Regions from separate parts of the Oryctolagus cuniculus genome. Here regions 1, 2, 4 and 5 are each linked to region 3. Evidence: chromatin contacts called from public Hi-C and Micro-C data. All regions are on one chromosome and are shown on one strand. The core of a region is the stretch at or near the end of the contact, and the rest is flanking DNA. Distances in the headings are between cores, read along the strand shown.

What was found. Hi-C and Micro-C count contacts between places; a contact is called where the count stands out from the background.
Region 1: a contact with region 3 is called in a Hi-C map of psoas muscle, with 4 times the contacts expected there. The contact joins the promoter of HOXA4 here to the promoter of SKAP2 in region 3. A contact is called at or near these places in 3 of 6 Hi-C or Micro-C datasets (ear pinna, psoas muscle and skin fibroblasts).
Region 2: a Hi-C map of liver shows a contact between it and region 3, with 6 times the contacts expected there. The contact joins the enhancer-like site here to the promoter of SKAP2 in region 3. A contact is called at or near these places in 5 of 6 Hi-C or Micro-C datasets (ear pinna, liver, psoas muscle and 2 more).
Region 4: a Hi-C map of psoas muscle shows a contact between it and region 3, with 3 times the contacts expected there. The contact joins the promoter of HOXA7 here to the promoter of SKAP2 in region 3. A contact is called at or near these places in 2 of 6 Hi-C or Micro-C datasets (psoas muscle and an unstated tissue).
Region 5: a contact with region 3 is called in a Micro-C map of ear pinna, with 2.3 times the contacts expected there. The contact joins the promoter of HOXA1 here to the promoter of SKAP2 in region 3. A contact is called at or near these places in 3 of 6 Hi-C or Micro-C datasets (ear pinna, psoas muscle and an unstated tissue).

What each region holds. Positions count from the first base shown.
Region 1 is chr16:18,758,527-18,761,309 of mOryCun1.1, reverse strand. It overlaps HOXA4 (homeobox A4), which reads left to right and starts at 1,434. Exons shown (of 4, transcript NM_001171400.1): 1 at 1,434-1,648; 2 at 1,651-1,885; 3 at 1,887-2,067; 4 at 2,606-2,783. The coding sequence starts at 1,434.
Region 2 is chr16:18,383,134-18,385,833 of mOryCun1.1, reverse strand. The region is part of intron 10 of SKAP2 (src kinase associated phosphoprotein 2); the gene reads left to right. Among named protein-coding and RNA genes, the nearest start is that of SKAP2, 160 kb to the left of the region's middle. Within about 2 kb of position 1,388, at least 3 of the 8 cell types and tissues checked have an H3K27ac peak or open chromatin away from gene starts, as enhancers often do.
Region 3 is chr16:18,545,256-18,547,974 of mOryCun1.1, reverse strand. It overlaps SKAP2 (src kinase associated phosphoprotein 2), which reads left to right and starts at 1,251. Exons shown (of 13, transcript XM_002713727.5): 1 at 1,251-1,532. The coding sequence starts at 1,466.
Region 4 is chr16:18,784,079-18,786,778 of mOryCun1.1, reverse strand. It overlaps HOXA7 (homeobox A7), which reads left to right and starts at 1,342. Exons shown (of 2, transcript NM_001171402.1): 1 at 1,342-1,720; 2 at 2,609-2,700. The coding sequence starts at 1,342.
Region 5 is chr16:18,724,881-18,727,580 of mOryCun1.1, reverse strand. HOXA1 (homeobox A1) reads left to right here and starts at 1,275. Exons shown (of 2, transcript NM_001171397.1): 1 at 1,275-1,932; 2 at 2,420-2,700. The coding sequence starts at 1,275. LOC108177218 (a long non-coding RNA gene) reads right to left here and starts at 1,076. Exons shown (of 2, transcript XR_001794031.3): 1 at 806-1,076.

The sequences.
Region 1 (2,783 bases), core at 185-2,684, 210 kb before region 3:
CTGCTTTCCTCCAGGCTGAAAACTAAAGGATGTAGGTGTGTCTGCTACGCAGGGGGGGGGGGGGGAAGTACACAGTACAGAAGTATTTACTTCAAAGATCAACATTAGGCGAGATTAATAAGTAATGTATTTGTTAATAATGGTGTAATTAGTTTACCTATCAAATTTCAATTACCAAATGGCAGGCAAGGGTCCCCTCTTTTCCAGAGCTACTGATACCGTTTATATGCTAATTTTCAGCAATTCAGGAATTATAGACTGTGCTGTAAACGTAACTCTAGCCTTAGCTACAAAGGCGTCCAAAAGGGAAAACAAAATTCTTAGCTGGAGAAGTGTCATCCGCCATTGGCGATCGGCCCGGGCTAGGGGCTTATCCTACCCTCAGCTTGTTTCTGCTTGGGAATTGCTCTGAAGTGGGAACTTAGGGGTTCGCAGCTCGGGTCTTGTGGTGGCGTCGCTCGCTTCCATCCGCATTCTGCATTCTCGGACCACGTCTCTCTCACTCTCCCCCAGTAAACACCCGCATAGGTAGCGTTCTCATCGACACCTCCACACCTCCGTCAAATTAGGCGCTACCAGGAAGGCTCCGGATTTGTCTGACTAAACAGACGCTGTCTCTAAAAGGCAACAGCGCGACGCGGCCATGCAGTCACATTGGAACAGCCTCGCGGTGCATCCCTCTGTCGGTTTCTCCAAGCTCCCCTGCCACCCGACCTGGGCGGGTCGCATTAGGCTTTTCCAAGCTGGCACAGGCAGCGAGCAGGGGACAGGGAGAGGGCTCAGCTGGTGAGAAAACGGGTCCGCAGGCCTCATTCGTTTTATTCCGGGACCAGGATAACTGCCAGGGTGCCTTCTGGTTCCAAAGCCCTTCCCTCCCCGAGGCGGACTCGAACCCTCAGGACGGGAGGCCTGGCTGGATACGGCCCGGGATCAGCACTGGGCTTGCCGCCCGGGAGCCTTGCAGCCTAGGCCCGAAACAGCCCAGGCCTAGAGCCCGGAGAGGACCGACAGCCCGACAGGCCCCCGAATTTCCAGTGGGAATAAAGTTGGGGGGCTAGGGGACCACAGCACCCGCTCCCTCCCCCCACCTCGGGGCCGGACAGTCGCATCCATCACCCACCCGCGCGTTTCCTGATCCGGGTCCGCGCGCGCGGCGCGCCCATTGGCGGGGGCGTTGCACGTGGGCCTCGGGGCGGGGCTCGCGCGGGGCCGAGGCAGAACGCGCGCGCGCGCGTGCGCGCGCGGGGGCGGAGCGGCGCGAACTTTGGTGGAGGCGTCGGCGGGAGGGGGAGGGGTGGGCACTTGACAGCGGGGGGAGGGGAAGGGCGCCGGGGAAAGGGGGATGGGAAGCAAGGAGAGAGGGGGAGGGGCCTCGGCGAGCCCAGAAAAACGACAACGCGAGAAAAATTAGTATTTTTGCACTTCACAAATTAATGACCATGAGCTCGTTTTTGATAAACTCCAACTACATCGAGCCCAAGTTCCCTCCCTTCGAGGAGTACGCGCAGCACAGCGGCCCGGGCGGCGGAGACGGCGGCCCGGGCGGGGGCCCGGGTTACCAGCAGCCCCCGGCGCCCGCGAGCCAGCACCTGCCGCCGCAGCAGCCCCCGCTCCCTCACGCGGGCGGCAGCCGCGAGCCCCCCGCCACCTACTACGCGCCGCGGGCCACCCGCGAGCCCGCCTACCCCGCGGCCGCGCTCTACCCCGCGCACGGTGCCGCGGACACCGCCTACCCCTATGGCTACCGCGGCGGCGCCAGCCCCGGGCGGCCGCCTCAGCCAGAGCAGCCCCCGGCGCACGCCAAGGGCCCCGCGCACGGCCTGCACGCGAGCCACGTCCTGCAGCCTGGCCGGCAGCAGCCGCCGCCGCCGCCGCCTGCACCGCAGCACCGCGCGGCGCCCCCCGCACCCCCTCGGCGCTGCGAGGCCGCCCCTGCCACCCCGGGCGTCCCGGCAGGGGGCAGCGCCCCCGCGTGCCCGCTGCTCTTGGCCGACAAGAGCCCGCCGGGCCTGAAGGGCAAGGAGCCCGTGGTGTACCCCTGGATGAAGAAGATCCATGTCAGCGCCGGTACGTGGCGCCGCCGGGGAGGCGCGCGAGGGTGGGCTGGGGCCGGGCCGGGGGGTCAGCGGGGAGAGGCCCTGGGGAAGGGGGTCTTCGGGAGGGGAGCCCCCGTCCGGCCCGGACTGCGGTGGGCTGTGGGTGTGTGCTGTGCGCGCCAGCCAGCCGCCTGCTCCCAACATGAGAACCCTTTTGTACCCAGGGTCCCTTTATCGGGAGATTTACGAGACGCCAAACTGTTAGGGCAGTAATTATAGCCCCCATAAATTTAATTGCCCTGGCAGAGGCTTCAGGCCCTGTGTCTTTGAAGCTTTTCTTCAGCCCCAGTGCCCAGCGCCGTTCTTTATGGCTCTCGGGTGTTTCCCGTTGCCAATAGCCTGTGAAACATTTTCTTTGCCGTTTTTATGTATCTTGCGTGAACTTGGTGTCAGGTTATTCTATAATGATGATGTCCAATTGCTCTTCCCCACCCCGTCTTCTCTCTCCCCCTGCTCCTCTCTTCTCCCTCTCCTCCACTGCCTTCTCCCTGGTCTTCTGCGGGGTTCAGTCAACCCCAGTTATAACGGAGGGGAGCCCAAGCGCTCTCGAACCGCCTACACCCGGCAGCAGGTCTTGGAGCTGGAGAAGGAGTTCCACTTCAACCGCTACCTGACCCGGCGACGCCGCATTGAGATCGCCCACGCACTCTGCTTGTCCGAGCGCCAGGTCAAGATCTGGTTTCAGAA
Region 2 (2,700 bases), core at 139-2,638, 160 kb after region 3:
TTTAAAATATCATAGAATGTGCTTTACTTTTCTAGAATAGTTTTTAAACCTGTAACACCCAGGGAGAGAGTGTCCATTATGTGATTATGATATATTTCATCTGTTGTCATGCTCTTATAATCTCTTCTTTCTTTGCAAGACTATCTCCAATGTTTAATGTTTACTTTACCCTTGCATAACAATTCTATTAACATTGCCCAGTGATCTATTTTTGTATGTTTTTAAAAAACAGGAGTGGGTTCATTGTTTACATCCTTTATAGACTGCCTAGTGTATTATTTTTTTTCTTGTCTTCTTTGATCATTCAAGCCTCTTAGGACAAAAAGCATAATGTAAGGCAATTTTTTTTTGCAGTTTTGAAAATAGAGATCATGATGTAGATAGAAAAGGAAAATTAGTCCATGTCATAAAGAAAAAACAGACTTAATTTGTATCTTAGTGTGTGTGTTTATGATATCATACTCTACCTCATTTAAAAATTACATATCTCACATGGCTTATCTTTCCATGTGTAGGTGAATGTAACTTTTGTGAACCTCCTATGCTTTAGAGATTTTATCTGTGTGTGATTTTGGAGGTGTATTTAACTCTACTCAAAATTTAAAAAGCAAACCAGAGGAGCTTGCTGCTCCCTAAGGAACAAAACTGTTCCCAATTTTTAGCTCCAGATTTCAGGTCAAGAATTTCAATGTTACTTTTCTAAGGAGACTAAGTCTAGAAAGCATAGACCTCCAAGTTGAGATTTTTCTGCTTTATAACTCATAGTGCATGTTGCGCATGAATAGTGAATTGCATGTAAATGTAGCTGTATGACATAAATTGTTCTGTATCAGAGCTCACGTATAGGGCACAGAAATGAGGTTAGTCTTCGGGTAACCACATCACAAGATTATAGAAAGCACAGTTGAAAATGCATCCCTCTCCCAGTGTTGCCGAGTCGCCAGCTCCGTTGCCTCTTCGCAGCAGTGAGGTTTAATGAAATGCTCCTGATGCACATCTAGGGAGAGATGCATCTTGCACACGGTGGGGGCCTCTCTTCTCGTGTGCTCCTGTAACTCCCATTAGTGTTAATGGGAGTTTCGCCAAGTGCATCCAGGGGAAGAGAGACCCCAAAGTGGGAAAGATTATGTGTTAGAAACCGCCACACGGTTTGTTCTTCCTTATTTTCTTTTTCTCTCCTTTTGAATGAAAAACGACTGTGAGAGTACCTGCCAATGGCAAGAGCACCCTGGGGAGCTGGGAAGACCCACGGGGCTCCCATGGCGAAGCTGCAACCTCTGCTCTAGTTTCCAGCTCAACTTTTCTTTCTCCCACCCTTTTGGACCAAGCCTAAGGCTGAGCAGCATGGGGAACACACAGGAGCAGCTATTTAGATCCTTTTACCTCCTGGCCAGTTACTGTGGGGGAGGGCCTTGCATGTGAAATGATGTCACCCTCTCTTTGCTCTAATTCCCTGACTTTTAAACTGACACTGACGGACTGCATGGGGCACAACATTTGACCCATTTAGCAGTTGATTTAATCTGACTAGAATGTTTCAACTTCTAAATCTCTATTTGTCTAAATAAGTGGTTTTTAAAGGAAATCAGTCACTTTATTATTAAGTGATTTTTTTTCCTAAAAAAAAAAAAAATTGACAATGTTTAGAATGATCTGGCCTGCCAGAGTGCCCCCTAGTGTCCATTTATAGAATACATGCTATGGGTTAAAAAAAAAATATGCATGAAGGCTGGCCACAAGCCTTGTACTTCTTGGTTGGGATCCCAGGCCCCTGTGGGTCCTGCTGAGGGTTCAGTGCCAATGTGGACAGGAAAGGAAAGTGTCTGTCTCTCCCTGGCGGCCCCCTTCTCCTTTCCACCTCCCCCTTCTCCCCATCTGAAAACCAGAGAAAAAGTCCAATGGGGAGATTTTTGATAGGTTGTATGTTTTCTAGCCCTTGTTTATAATCGAAAGTATAATTGAAAAGTAGCATCCTGCTTCCTGAATTTTCAGACTCTGTGTTATTCAGATTCTCTCTCATTGTTTTGGCTTTAACCAACATTTTAGATATTAAAGAGAATTTGTAAATTTTCTGATAAACAACCTTCTGTGTAAATCACAAGCCGTGTGTAGGAAGATGCACACCCCAATGACGTGCTACTATGATTAGTTGTGTTGGGATTGCCAAGAAGCCTGCTGGTCGAGAGCCTTGTAACAAAACCAAGGGGACAGCCTGATGCAGCGCGCGTCCCCACCCACGGCTGTCCCTCAGACCTCGCACAGGACACTCCCGCGATGGAAGCTGTCGGCACGATGTGTTCTGCTTGGCTGGTGAATACACGGACATCTTATTGATATAACTTGCATTCTTTTTGCGTTAACTCATCAAAACTCAATTATCATGAAATTAAAAACAGGAAACAGTTCTCAGGGTAACAAAAGCATCCAGTGTATTTAACTCTGTGCTGTGTTTCAGCACATTGTATAAGTGACAAAGCATTTATTACCCAGTTTATTGTGGTATTACAGAGCGGAGAGCGCTAAATAATCAATCAGTTAATGGTCTGTATGGCAGTTTGAGCACATCACATCCATTGTGCTTATGCCGTTAGAAGGATGAGCTGATAACTCCGTGTATGTTGCATGTTTATTCAGAGCCTAATGTCCTAAACTGGGGCTGACAAAAAGCTGTTGAAAAATGCAGCTTCAGCACAGGCGATC
Region 3 (2,719 bases), core at 2-2,501:
TCTCCAAATGAAGTCGAAGGATGTCCTGCATCCACCCGTGGGGATTGTTTAACATGCAAACTCTCAAGCCACACTCTAAAAACACTGAATCCGAATTTCTGGGGTTGAGATTTGAGGATCAGCGACGCAGTAGTTTGTGGCTGTGATGCAAACTCCAGTTTAGGTAATGTTGACCAGCCGTGATACAATGTTCAAAACATCGCAGCAGCACCTAGGAAAGAGCTGCTGTCTCCACCAAGGGGAATGCAGGTAAAGGCTGAAGTAGACGAGCTGCCACTTCTGTGGCAGGTTTTGTCCAGTAGAGACTGGATGTGCTCTTGGGGGCATCCCAGCGAGCAGTGTCCAAGCATATTTTTAGTAAGAGAAATACACAATGGACACTCACTGAAAGCTTTTAAGACTTCCTCTATGAGTCTCTACTCTCTTCGGTGGCTCCAATGTATTCATTTAACTTGATGACAAATATGGTTAAGCGCTAACTAGGGTTTCAGTGATTTCAATTGTTGAGAGGCACACTATTAAAGGAGCCAAAAAACCTTCAAGAACATTTAGAAATCAAAGATAGTGTTGATTATATGGTCAAGTTCGAGTGAGCCAACTGTATAATTTTATTTCACTCATCACCATAGCGATTTTTTGGATACCTGCAGATTAACAGTGTATCTGTGTTTTTCTGCTTTTTTCCTCTGCCCTCAAAGGATAGTGCCTCGAATTACCCATTCTTCTTTCGTAGTGGGAGAAATCAGTCACTCCAAGAATAGGAATTAGGGAGAAAAGTAACGGAAGAGCCAATCAGAACGCTTTCCAAAGTAGCTCTGGACTGGCGTCTCAGGGTCGACTGGCGGAAGCTGGGTCTCGGTTACCTTCACTCAACAAGACAAAGGAGGGCACGATCATTTAGGACTGCTGGAAACTCCCTGTGTGTTACCGGGACAGGTGTTGAACCTCAGCGGGGCTGGCCATTTCAAGAACATCGGAAATCTTCCAAGCAACACGGATACATTATTTTCTACAATCCTGCAGAAACGGTGGTGCCAGAACCCAAAATGGTGACCAGGCGCTTCAGACGCCAGATCAGGTGACTCAGACCCACCCCGCCCCCTTCCCACCAGCCGCTCCTCCTCCCGCTTCCCAGAGTAGCGGTGGGCGTGGCTTGTCCAGAGGCGCTTTCTTTCCAGGCCAGGAAAACCCCCGGACACACATGCGCAGTTGGATCCCGCGGGCCCGGCGCGCCTCTTCCCCCGCCCATCGCCCCGCCCCGATCTTCCGGGCGGGGCCGGGCCGAGAGTCCAGCCGCCGCTGGCTGGAGAGTCAGTGACTTCCTTGTTGTGAGCCCAGGCCTTGGCAGAGTCCGGTCTGGTAACTCCGCTGTCCCTACCGGGACTGCCAGCCCGAGCCTAGATCGCAGCCCCTCAGTCCCCCTGTCAGCACAGATCCTCTCCCCTCACGCCCCGCGCTCCCTGACATGCCCAACCCCGGCAGCACCGCCTCTCCCTACCCCCTCCCTGAGGAGATTAGGAACCTGTTGGCAGGTAACGCGCGGGAAGGGGGCGGGCACGCCGCCGGGGCGGGGGCGAGGGACGGCGAGCCGGCGGGGACAGAAGCGTTCAGCATCCTCCCCTCCTCGCGGCTCCCGCGTCTTCTGGCCGGCGGGGGCGGGACCGGGACCGGGAGGCGGGGAGCGTGTGAGGAGAGCCGATGCGGGATCAGCAACACTGACGAGATTAGCACGGTTCTGTGTGCGTGTTCGTGAGAGAATGATGGTGAATGAATGCCCGTGCGAGCCCTGGGGAGGGGGCGGAAGGCCGCGCCAGCCGAGGCGGAGGGGTAGGGGTGCAGGCCGACGCCGGCGCCACAGGTGTTTGGGGTTAGGGGATGGGGAAGTTGGTTATTTCCCAGATCCCTGCTTTCCTGGACGTTGAGCCCCCCACCCCCCACGCACCCCGAACACTGTGGCGCGGGGCCTGGTCCTCAGATGGCCACTTGTCTTCAGCCCCAGGGACACACCGCAGCGAAACAGGAAGGCTGTGTGCGCGGTCCAGCTTCCTGTGTCGCGCGGAGTGCCCGGCTTCGCACCCGCGTCTTCCCCTTTCCAGTTCTGCACGGCCACTTACGGGAACTTGTCTGAGGCTGAGAGGTGTGGCCCGGGGGGATGCTGGCCGTGGGCTCTGCGTCCTCTCGCGGCGGGGCGACGGCGTGCCGCTGCGCTTGTTAGGGGGGAACACGTCTGTCCTGAAGCCCTGGAATTCTTGCCATCGTTTCTTTTGTGTTGTATATCTCAGGATTCTGGAAACTCAATGGATCGTTTTTTTTACTCCACCTGCCTCTAAAACACCTATCTTTCAAATTAAGTGGCTTACAAGAGTTTCTCTTAAATGCCTGTGTCACAGCCTGCTTATCTTAACTCTTGAAAAACCAAAATCATCTAAAATATAACTTTGGAAGCAGTAAGTGCCTGCCATCGTTGTGTGAGACCAAATCTCCTGATAGGCTGTTAGACTATTTTGGTAGTTAGCGTCATAAATAGAATTTTAAAAATATTAAGTGTCTGAATGCAGACTTAGGTTTTATGACCACGATACAGTGTGATGAATGCATTTGTGGTGGGATACTCCTTCCCCCTAAGAAATGCTTGTCATTAATGGGTACCCCTAAGGGAAATTGAAAACACTGTGAAGATTGATTTAAGGCAGTTTTTACTCCATTCAAGGGAAGTTTC
Region 4 (2,700 bases), core at 93-2,592, 240 kb before region 3:
GTAAAAGGTGGCCCGGCTTCCAGCGCGGCTGGGCAGTTTATGAGGCGTTTAGGGGAACGATTTGCCCCACCGTACTCCAAGGGAGCGGTGGGCAGCGGGGGCTTCCTATGGGCCGACACCGGGCAGGGGCTGGAGGCCTGGAAAGGTAGGCACCACGAGTTGTGGACCTGGATGGTAGGGAGGGAGGGAGACCAGTGTTCTCAGCTCCCAGCGAGTTTGTACACGGGAAGATGCAGTAGCCAAAAGAACTGGGACTCCCCAGCCCCCTCTCTTCTCTCCAGATTGCTCCCAGACACCCAGCCCACGAGGTGGAGGTTCAGGGGTGACTGCGGTGACGGCTGCGGGGCACCACATGGCAAGGGTGGCGTTTGGAGAGGTGTGGGGCTTGAGGTTTTTACAAGATGCGGGGGTGGGTGGTGGGTGAGAGATCTGGCTCCCCGTGAGCCAGGGAAAACCGGGGGTTTGCGGGAGGACAAAGAAGGGCTCGGCTCGGCCATTATCGGGAGGCCAGCCAGGTGCCCAGGAGTGAACGCACGCAGCCTGCAGGGCCGCAGCGTCCGGGAGGAGGGAGGGGAACCCCACGTTAATAAATCTGTTGGCAAATGAGGCTCATTAACAGATAAATATTTCACTGCTTCCTTTAGGGCGGATAAACAGTGCGCCGCCGATTAAGGAAAGGAAGCTGGGAGACGTTGATTTTATTCGAACCACATGGTTCCAGTTTGCAGCTGGAAGCGATGCCGCGCCGGCCGCGACCGGGCGGGGGTCTAAGTCCCGCCTGACGCCCCCTGGACCTGGCTGGGGCAGACGCAGGCCAAGAGCCCGGCCCACAGCCAAGAGCCGCACTCAAGGCCACCGCAGGGCAGGCGAGGGCGCGGGACACAAGCATCCTCCAGGGGCTGGTCCGCAGAACGGAGAGGGAGCCACCAGCTTGGTCCAGGGTTCACTGACACGCACTAGGGAGTCGGCTGCGTCCGGCCGTGCGCAGTCTCCGCACCCGGGCCGCAGGGCCGCAGGGCCGCAGGGCGCCCGCGCGGAGCTGCGAGGTCCTTCCCCGCGGGGCGCGCCGGGCCTGCCGGGCGCGGGCAGATTCGTCGGCCGCATATTTGAGCCTCTTCTCCTTCCATTCTAGGCAGCCGCGGGCTCGGTGGAGCCAGACCACCTGTGAGGGCTGCTGAGATTGGCGGAGGCGGTCATGTGGGCGGTCACGTGCTGCGGCGAGCTCCGTCCAAAAGAAAATGGGGTTTGGTGTAAATCTGGGGGTGTAATGTTATCATATATCACGCTACCTCGTAAAACCGACACTGAAAGCTGCCGGACAACAAATCACAGGTCAAAATTATGAGTTCTTCGTATTATGTGAACGCGCTTTTTAGCAAATATACGGCGGGGGCTTCTCTGTTCCAAAATGCCGAGCCGACTTCTTGCTCCTTTGCGCCCAACTCGCAGAGAAGCGGCTACGGGGCGGGCGCCGGTGCCTTCGCCTCGACCGTACCGGGCTTGTACAATGTCAACAGCCCCCTGTACCAGAGCCCCTTCGCGTCCGGCTACGGCCTGGGTACCGACGCCTACGGCAACCTGCCCTGCGCCTCCTACGACCAAAACATCCCGGGGCTCTGCGGGGACCTCGCCAAAGGCGCCTGCGACAAGGCGGACGAGGGCGCGCTGCACGGCCCGGCCGAGGCCAATTTCCGCATCTACCCCTGGATGCGGTCTTCAGGTAGGCGCAGCTGCCAGGCGGGTCGGCGGGCCGGCGGGTGGGCCGGGAGCCGGGAGCTGGGAGTGCCGCGCTTCGGAGCGCGGAGCGCCGGGCTGGGGAGAGCAGAGCCGGGCGGCCGAGAGCCGGCGGCCCGGTGACTCCGGGCAGCGCTGCCTTTCTGGTTTTAATTAGGGCTGAGGCGCCATTGCGTGGAGAGCCCATAGCATTGTATGTAAATGAGGCTCATAAAACTTTTTATGACCCAATTAATGGGTTCGATCCTCGTAAATTTATTTAACTCCATTTGCCTTGGAATTTTAACATTAACTTTGTTCGCTGTTCTCTCCTTCTCTCCCTCCCTTCCTTCACTTTCTCGCTCTCTCTTCTCTCTTTTTTTCTTTCTGCCTGGCTTTTCTTTCTCCAAAACACGGAGAGCCTAGCCATGCAGGGCCCCTCACGCGCCTCCGTGCCAGGGGCCATTTCAAGACAGGGCCAGGAGGGACTAGGGACAGAGGGGTGGTGTGCCCTTGGGAGGGTGTGGGGATGGGGGCGCCGGCCGCCGGGGAGGGTCTCCCACTTGCCCACACTCTGCATTTGCGATTTCCCTTTGTCAGGGGACAGCGGCACATTGTGGATGCGTAGCGGGCTGGAAAGGTCGGTGGTGAGGTTGGGGTTGCGCGCCTTTGCTGCTTTACAGGGCTGCCTGCGCGTTGGGCACTGCAGTTGGGGTCTTCCCCTGCACCGGCCTCCTCCCCCAGCCCAGCCTGGGGATGAGATCCAGGGGGGGTGGGTGGGTGTGTGGGTGGGCGGGGAGGAAGCTACGGGTCTGGGACTGCGGCCCGGCTAATGCACCGTCCTGTCCGTGTCCCTGTCTGCTTCTCTGTCCGTGTGTCCACGTGTCTGTCTCAGGACCCGACAGGAAGCGGGGCCGCCAGACCTACACGCGCTACCAGACGCTGGAGCTGGAGAAGGAGTTCCACTTCAACCGCTACCTGACACGG
Region 5 (2,700 bases), core at 26-2,525, 180 kb before region 3:
TGGGGGTGGGGGTGGGAAGAAGAGTCTCCCCCACTTCCCCACAGCGCCCTCCGGGAAAAGAGGAACGTGGCGGGGGCCGTGGAGCGGACTTTGTGCAAGCTGCGGCCGGGCGTTGGAGGCCCGCGCCGAAGCGCGCAGGCTCCTGGGTTGAGGCGCCGGCAGATGGCCTGCCGCGCACGGCCCGGCCCCCGCGCCCGCCACGTCTGCCAGCGTCATCTCTCCCCCGCCTCCCACCCCTCAAAATCCTGCGGCCCAGCGTCTGGGGATCCCGGAGGGTTCCCTGGGCCAGACTAAGCGGGGAGGAGAAAGGGGCGGAGAGCGAGGGGAGAGGGAGGGCGACCGAGAGCCCCGACACCCCCGGCCTTTTCCGGCGAGCTCAACCGCCCCCGGGAGTCGAATTACAGGAGCTCCTCATTGCCATGCTAATGGCGAACCGGGGTTGGGGGGAGAGGGCTGCGGACTCCCTCTGTGGAAAAGGGAAGTTTCTTTTCTCGCCCTCGTGCGCTCCACGCCCACCTGGTTCCTCCCAGCCAGCCCTCCGCGCCCTTCCTTCGCCGTCCGGAGCTGGCAAAGCCAGCGGCCAGCCTCGCCCTGCGTCACCGTCTTCTGAGCGCCTCACAGCCCTACGGCCTCACGCAGGGACAGTGCGGCGGAGGCGCCCCGGGCGCCGGGGGCGTTTGGTCGCCGGATTCCCACCCTTCCGGCTCTGTACGCTCGGGGGCTCTGCCGCACTTGCGGCCACCCAGCGAGCTCCAGCCCACTGATTCCCGCCCCAGGAGAGCCGGGAGCCCTCTTCCCTTCTCACCTCTTGCCAGTTCCTCTTCCCGACGATGCTGGGAGGGGGCGGGGGGCGGGGGTGCCTCCCAGCCCCCACCTCCCGGAGGGGGAGGGCGCGCGGACTCGGGCGCGCGCAGAAGGCAGCCTCCGCTCCCCTTCGCCCCAGGGCTGTGAAGCTGCAGTTGCAGCCGCCGCAGCTTCTGCCGCCTCCTGAGCTGCCTGGGGGGGCGACTGCGCGTCACCTAGACGGAGGAGCGCCGGGGACTTAAATGCCACTGAAACGGTGATCCATCACCGCCGGAGCCGGCAAACTTTCGCAGGAGGCTCAGCCATTGGCTGGCCCAGTCACGTGCGCCTCCCCTGGCGCCCTCCGCCCTCGCGCCCCCCCTCTTGCGCACTGTACATTCATATCATTTTTCTTCTTCGGCCTCATGGAGGAAGTGAGAAAGTTGGCACGGTCACCCAGGGCTTCGCAGGACCCGGTCACTCAGTGACAGATGGACAATGCAAGGATGAGCTCTTTCCTGGAATACCCCATCCTTAGCAGTGGCGACTCGGGGACCTGCTCTGCGCGAACCTACTCCTCGGACCATGGGATTACAACTTTCCAGTCGTGCGCAGTCAGTGCCAACAGCTGCGGCGGCGACGACCGGTTCCTAGTGGGTAGGGGGGTGCAGATCAGCTCGCCCCACCACCACCACCACCACCACCATCACCACCACCATCCTCAGCCGGCCACTTACCAGACTTCTGGGAACCTGGGGGTGTCTTACTCCCACTCGAGTTGTGGTCCAAGCTACGGTGCGCAGAACTTCGGTGCGCCTTACAGTCCCTACGGGTTAAATCAGGAAGCAGACGTAAGTGGTGGGTACCCCCCGTGCGCTCCCGCTGTTTACTCTGGAAACCTCTCATCTCCCATGGTTCAGCATCACCACCACCACCAGGGTTATGCCGGGGGCACGGTGGGCTCGCCTCAGTACATTCACCACTCATACGGACAAGAGCACCAGAGCCTGGCCCTGGCCACGTATAATAATCCCCTGTCCCCTCTCCACGCCAGCCACCAAGAAGCCTGTCGCTCCCCCGCTTTGGAAACGTCTTCTCCAGCACAGACCTTTGACTGGATGAAAGTCAAAAGAAACCCTCCCAAAACAGGTCAGTTCTGCCGGCCAGTGGACGCGCCTTGATGAATCTGGAAGGAGTTGGTGTGCTTGGTTCCCAAGGAAAATTAAGAATGATTTTTCGAAAAAGGGGTTCTTGCTTCCAACTAGTGTTGTAGGGCATGGGGACGCTGCCCAGGTGTGTCGGGGCTCAGCAGTCTCTGTGTTTACAAAGGGGCTAGGGTCTAAATGTTCTGAAAATAGGAAGAGAGTGTGTGTGTGTGTGTGTGTGTGTGGCTGGGTGTTGGTGTTGGAGGCGTCCTGTTAATATCTCCAGGCTCCATTAATCACCAGCCTGACCACGCTAATGCTTGACTTCAGCTTAATGCCCCATTGCTCACCCTCCCCAACCCGCTTGAGAAGTTCTTGATTTTATCCTTTACCTGAAGGTTGCTCTGAAGAGTGTGGGGGGGGGGAGGGGGTCTCATCGATTTTTAACATTTTTTAACCTTTTCTTCTCTTGGCTCCTTACGCTACCCCAGGGAAAGTTGGCGAGTACGGCTACGTGGGTCAGCCCAACTCGGTGCGCACCAACTTCACCACCAAGCAGCTCACGGAGCTGGAGAAGGAGTTCCACTTCAACAAGTACCTGACGCGCGCGCGCAGGGTGGAGATCGCCGCGTCCCTGCAGCTCAATGAGACCCAGGTGAAGATCTGGTTCCAGAACCGCCGGATGAAGCAGAAGAAACGTGAGAAGGAGGGGCTCCTGCCCATCTCTCCAGCCACTCCCCCGGGAAGCGAAGAGAAGGCAGAGGAATCCTCC